Linked DNA regions of Gasterosteus aculeatus: region 1 is linked to region 2. Evidence: chromatin contacts called from public Hi-C data. All regions are on one chromosome and are shown on one strand. The core of a region is the stretch at or near the end of the contact, and the rest is flanking DNA. Distances in the headings are between cores, read along the strand shown. Region 1 holds the start of enah (ENAH actin regulator). Region 2 overlaps enah (ENAH actin regulator).

Region 1 (3,272 bases), core at 234-2,733, 39 kb before region 2:
CCTCTTTGAAAAAAGGACCACTGGGAGCTTCGTCTGAACCTAATAGTCTGAATATCCAGAGCGGCTTATTGTGGACTTAGTTGTGTTATTCTTGTTCTTTAGGTTTTTTCTTTATGGTCTCACTGTTTTCCTCGGTCTACAAAGCAGATGCAGCGCGAGGCGCTAACACAGCTGGCCAGGCTTCCCTCACATCGGGCCTCAGTTAAGGCCAGAAAGGACGCTTTTTGTTACGATGCCTTGGATGTATCGCACTCGTCGGAGCGCTAAACGACAGGTGGAGGACGCCATCTATGCTCATTAAAGCAGTGGTGCTGTTAGATTCTGGCGGTAAATCGGTCACGCGTGTACACGTGTCGCTGACTTGAAGGAAGCTCCACCCAAACAGACGTAGAAGCAGACAACCAGCTCCGTGCTGCACGTTGTTCAAATGAATTACCGTTACTCTATATACATATTATGTCTTCCAGTATAAATCAGTATTTGATTCTGTTTTTTCATTTCTTGAATAATAATTGTATAATTACATGTATGTGAGCTAAATGACATGCACTCATTTCAAAATTGAACGTTGATACTAATGTTTAAAGTATCAGCGTCACCAGGGAGGTGGACCAGCATCATTTATGAGTTGTTGCTGGTCGACCAGCTTCACCAGCATGACCCAGCTTCACCAGCACCGACCCAGCATGGACCAGCACCGACCCAGCATGAACCAGCTTCACCAGCACCGACCCAGCATGGACCAGCATGACCCAGCTTCACCAGCACGGACCAGCTTCACCAGCATGAACCAGCATGAACCAGCTTCACCAGCATGAACCAGCATGGACCAGCTTCACCAGCACCGACCCAGCATGAACCAGCTTCACCAGCATGACCCAGCTTCACCAGCATGAACCAGCATGGACCAGCACCGACCCAGCATGGACCAGCATGACCCAGCTTCACCAGCACGGACCAGCTTCACCAGCACCGACCCAGCATGACCCAGCATGGACCAGCATGACCCAGCTTCACTAGCACGGACCAGCTTCACCAGCACCGACCCAGCATGACCCAGCATGGACCAGCATGGACCAGCACCGACCCAGCATGGACCAGCATGGACCAGCATGGACCAGCATGGAAAGGATGTTGTTCTATGCTGTGTTTTTCAGCAGGGTACTTTGTCATTAACAGTCATATTCACGTTGAATTTACAAAATGCAAAAGTTAGCAAAAGCCTCATGTTTTTCTAATAATACAATTTGGTAAAATATCAAATTTGCAGTTGAGATCTGTAGCAGATGTAACATTTGCGCGGCTCCACGCGGGCAGACAGAACCAACTCAGTTGTCAGGGGCAACGCGGACGTGCTCCGTCCCACAAGTTGCGTCAATTGCTGCGTTCGGGTACTGTGGGAAACAACAACGCGCAAATGGAGCGGGCGCGATTGCCCCACGGAAAGAGTTTTATAGGAGCAAACCTTTAGAGGAGTATTTCCCCTGAGGGCCAGACGAGCCCGCGTCATCGCAACACCCGTTCTTATGATTAGTGACCACAATACACATGAACGAAGCCTGCCCCCCAAATCACCCTCCAGCACCCGCGTTGTCTCACTAAAGCCGCTCTGCCTCGGACATGTGTTGTATTCTCCAATGTGCCGCCGATAGCGCCACAATCAGCGCCAACGTGTGTCCACTACGGCGCCTTTTCCCCGGCTGGTGATGGCGGAGCTTAAAACGGGAGCTTTCGGTGCGGCCCTGAACGCAGAGCGCGTTGCCTCCAGCAGGCAGCGGCAGCAGACCGGCATCCGAGCCGAGCCGAGCCGAGCCGAGCCGCAGCACAGCCGACACCGAGTGCGCCACGGAACGGACCCTCCGCCAGTCACCAGCAGCGGAGCCGCGGTGGATCATGTAGGGCTCGACCGGCTCGCTTCTACTCGTATTCTCGGTCTCCTTTGCTACTTGTCGCGGTTTGTCACCGTGAAGCCGCCGGAAGCCGCTTTCATCTGACCGCCCGCCGCCTCGAGCCGAGCGGACAACTTTTTGGGGGCAGAAAAACTACAAGTCAGCCGCGGAGCGCCGACATATTGGGTCATGAGGTAAGACGATTCCCCCCTGGTCCCGAATGTGAGGCGTCACGCGGGGGGGTCGCGGAGCTGGACGTGTCGCGCCCCCCCCGCCCCCCGCACCGCGCACCCCGGGGGGACGCGTCGGCCAGCGCGGGTGATGGGGAGCGTTGATTTAATCGCGTGTGTGTGGGCTGTGGGGTTGGTGGTGGTGTTCTGGGGTGACCTGGGGGGGCGTCAGCCTCCTTAACCATACGGTGGACCCGTGCTTAAACCCGTCAGCATGGCGCCGTGTGCGGGGCGCGGTAACCGGGGAGGGGGGCGAGTTGCTCCCGGTGCAGAGGACGCTGGCTCTGTAGGACCCTTTGAAGGACAACAGTGACCCGGAGCGTCTCTGTGGAGACTGCTGTTGGGGGGGTCCAAATCTCCCAATGTGTAACCCCCCTGTTTACCGCCTTGGGGTCAGGGGTTAGTTGGGGTATGTCCTCCGTTATCAGTCAGATTAAGAGCTTGTCCTAAAAAAAATTGGGAAAAGTTGCTGATGAAGTTGTATTTGTTTTGGTGCTTAATTCAGCTTGAGATCCCCCCCCATCCGCGTGGTAATGTCCCCCCCCCCCCCATCCGCGTGGTAATGCCCCCCCCCCCCCCCCCCCCCATCCGCGTGGTAATGTCCCCCCCCCCCATCCGCGTGGTAATGTCCCTCTGCAGCCTTTACGGAAGGGTTGGACCTCCTCCCCCCCCCAGTCCCATCTCCCATCAAACTGTGTGTAATGAGAAGGGAGACATGCAGTGTGGATTGTGCCCCCCCCTCCCTCCCTAACTGGGTCCAGCTGTCGGTATCTGTCTGTTGGCCAAACGATCGCGCTGCTTCTTTCTATGAGCTGCTTGTTGAGTCCACAATGGAAACCACCAACTTCTCCTTCCTCATCCCTCATTCTATCCTCATGTGTTCTCTGGCATGTTTGTACCTCTGACGGCAGCATGCAGGACGAAAGATGACCCCCCCCCCGCTGGTTGCCAAGTCTGCACCATAGCTTTTTAAGAGCAGTTCTCCCAGCAGTCCTTCAATGGTCAAGAGTCATGTGGCCAGCAGAGAGGTCTTTGTGTGTCTGCACGGTGCAACAGGTGTGCGTGTGTGTGTGCGTGTGCGTGTGTGTGTGCGCGTGCGCGTGTGCGTGCGCGTGTGTGTGCGTGTGCGTGTGTGTGTGTGTGCGTGTGCGCG
Region 2 (2,958 bases), core at 193-2,692:
GTTCCTTCTCCCCGCCTCACCTGCCTTCCCATCCCATCCGACCTCCCTCTGATCCTCCCTTTCATGCAGACAGACGGAGAAGAGGTGGAGCGCGATGCTTCGGCGATGATTCCAGCGTAGGAGGTCACGGTGGAGTGCGGATACGACCCACCTGTTCAGGAATGCAGGGTGCTACCCTCGGATTAAAAAGACAAGAGCTGAAAATAATAGGCTGCGGTATAAATAGCTGTGTGGCGCGTGGGAGCAGGGAGACGGAGGGATATGCAGCACGCTCCTGAATGGAGAGAGAGATATCTGTGTTAGCTGTTAGCACGTACATGGAAACACCAGCAGCTGCTCTGCACATTGTCACACGTGCATGCTGGGATATAAAATATATATATATATATATATATATATATATATTTATATATATATATATATATATATATATATATATATTACCATTTGACTGTCTCACAAACACACATAGCTACAGACATCCATCTAACAACAATATGTTCACTTAGCCATGCTAACGAGGTTGGGATCTTATGTTAGCGGGACGCGACACCCCTCACTAGAGCAGGTCCATATGGTCCATCTGGGCTCCCGTCCATTCACGCACCATTTCCTGGTTCTGTGAGCCAATCGGGCAGGCCGCTGAGTCCAGCTGGCCGACAGCTTTCGCCAGACTTGAGAGTCTCTGGAGATTCGGCACAGCTGTCACTTGTGGCTGATCCGCAAAACCCAAATGGAGGAAGAAAACAAGGCTGTGTACAACTGAGGACGTCCTATCCGCCACAAAATAAAGCACCCGACAACCGGAAGGATGAACAACTCGGCCTCTTGTTTTCAGTGCTCAAAAAGGACTGTAACTCAAGGATTAATATGCTCATACACCAAGAAAACTCCATGAGAAAAGCCAACAGAGCGTCTGTAGCTGATGGTGGGTGTCACACTGTCCATTTCCTCGCTCCCATTCGGTTTTAGTCGGCTTCTCATGCTACACTAATCCTGTTTAGTCCTGCAGCCTTGCACTATTGTCTAAGTTATATAAATATAAAGCAATTGTCAAATTATAAATGGTGCTTCATGCTCTTCCAGAGAATGAGTTAACTAGAGTTGTGGATCAAAACAGTTGGAGTTGCGAGTACGAAAGGGCTTTGAGGGCCCTTTGAGGGCCCTCGGGGACCCTGGATCCTCACAGCCTCTGACTGCAGATGTGGTCTTGGTGTTATTTGCATTCTGTCAGGGCAGCTCTCCCGCTTCGCGTTCCTTGGCTCTTGATTTTGACAAGGACCCATTGGACGTTTCCCAACATCCTCTCCAACTCGGCCTCTGAGCATTGTGAGTTGATAGCAAAGAGCAAAAAAAAAGGAACACGTGTGCACACGCGCACGTGCACGCATGTCTATGTGCGTGCCGGGATTCGGGCCGTGCTGCCGCCCACGCTCCCTTAGAGACGGTTTCCCTGGCAACCCCAGTCAGGAGGCGAGTGAGGCGCGGGTGAAAGCGTGCAGGAAGCTTTGAATCCTCCAGCATCTGTGAGGGACGCTGGAGGGGAGCGAGGCACGTTTCAGGTTCAGGGGGGATGTAGACCGGGGGGAGGTCCTCAGGAAGTGACAGAGCTCATTGGACTCGTTCATATTGACATGCTCTGTTCTGAAATTTAGATTTCTCAAAGATTATGAAGCCAGAGTCTCTTTTTTTAGCAAATGAAGGTGCTAACTAGAACCATCTGGGGTTCAGAACCCCGACCATCGGCCCCTCTATCAGTTCCTCTTCATCCTCAGAAGGAGGCTGACAAGAATCCCCTCAAGGGGATTGAGGAACGTTTTTGTATTCCTTGAGTTTCATCTGGAACAAACGCAGGCGGTTGGATGCTGAAGTCATTAAGGGTTGAATCTAGAACACGTTCAGCTGCTGTGAACTTTTAACATGCAGTCTATAAACTACAAACAATTTAGTTCCATTTTAAGGACAAACGGCTTATTTCTCTTTTCTCTAATTCAGACAGAAGATGCTACTGCTATTTAACTGTCAACTAGTGTTATTTTTTAACATTTTATTTTGGAATGTGCCTTTTTTTGTATCAAAATCCACCTTTCTTGTACTTTCCGTGTTTTTTTCTCTGTGTTGATCAAAGCGATCTTGTTCTCGACCCTTTTACACTCTGACACGTTGGAGCAGGAATTCACAGATGGATCCAGCAAACTGTTCCGCTGTAGAACTCTCAAAAGATTTGAATCGGCTTTAGTTTTCCTCTGTGGTTTCACTCCAAGTTGGAAACTTCCACCAACACACACACACACACACCTCTAGTGTGTGATTTATGGATGTCACACATGCACACAGCATTCCCCGAAGCAGGAGATCATGACATTCTTAAATAATGTGCACACATGCTTAAAATAAACTGGCTTGAGGTGTGTGTGTGTGTGTGTGTGTGCGTGTGCGTCAGGGGTTTAAAGCCTCCAAGCCAGAAGACATTCATCAACCCTTTCACTACGGCGGAGGACACAGCGGTGCAACTGGATATTCATGTTTCCTGTCCGCTCTAATTAGGACGGATTCATGACGCCTACTTGGTCAGTCGGGTTTCCATTGGCGGGTCTTACTCCTCCTTACTGCTCTCTGGAAACAGGCGAGATATTGAGGCGTGTGGCGGCAACAGGTGGAGAACACATGAGAACACGGTGAGAACGGGTAAAAGCCGCCTGACGAAAACACTAACCAAGCCCAGAAAAGACACCGTTGGGATAGTGACCTGTCAATCACCCAGCTGTATCGTCCGGTCGACTTGAAATAGGATAATACGAGTTAATGTGTATTTTCCTGTGCCAAGTCTCCAGGCCACTGCTATTTGTGTGTTAAGCTAGAAAGTCATGTGGGTTCCTTATGCATAAATAACGGTTACAAGTTGCATTATGTCCATAATGACACACACACCAAGGTCAACGGTACAAACTAATGTTT

The links. Hi-C and Micro-C count contacts between places; a contact is called where the count stands out from the background.
Region 1: a Hi-C map of skeletal muscle shows a contact between it and region 2, with 8 times the contacts expected there. The contact joins the promoter of enah here to the enhancer-like site in region 2. A contact is called at or near these places in 4 of 6 Hi-C or Micro-C datasets (skeletal muscle, tail fin and whole body).

Annotation. Positions count from the first base shown.
Region 1 is chr18:319,531-322,802 of fGasAcu3.hap1.1, reverse strand. enah (ENAH actin regulator) reads left to right here and starts at 1,483. Exons shown (of 13, transcript XM_078094051.1): 1 at 1,483-2,083. The coding sequence starts at 2,079.
Region 2 is chr18:280,950-283,907 of fGasAcu3.hap1.1, reverse strand. The region is part of intron 4 of enah (ENAH actin regulator); the gene reads left to right. Among protein-coding and RNA genes, the nearest start is that of lbr, 21 kb to the right of the region's middle. Within about 2 kb of position 1,442, at least 3 of the 9 cell types and tissues checked have open chromatin away from gene starts, as enhancers often do.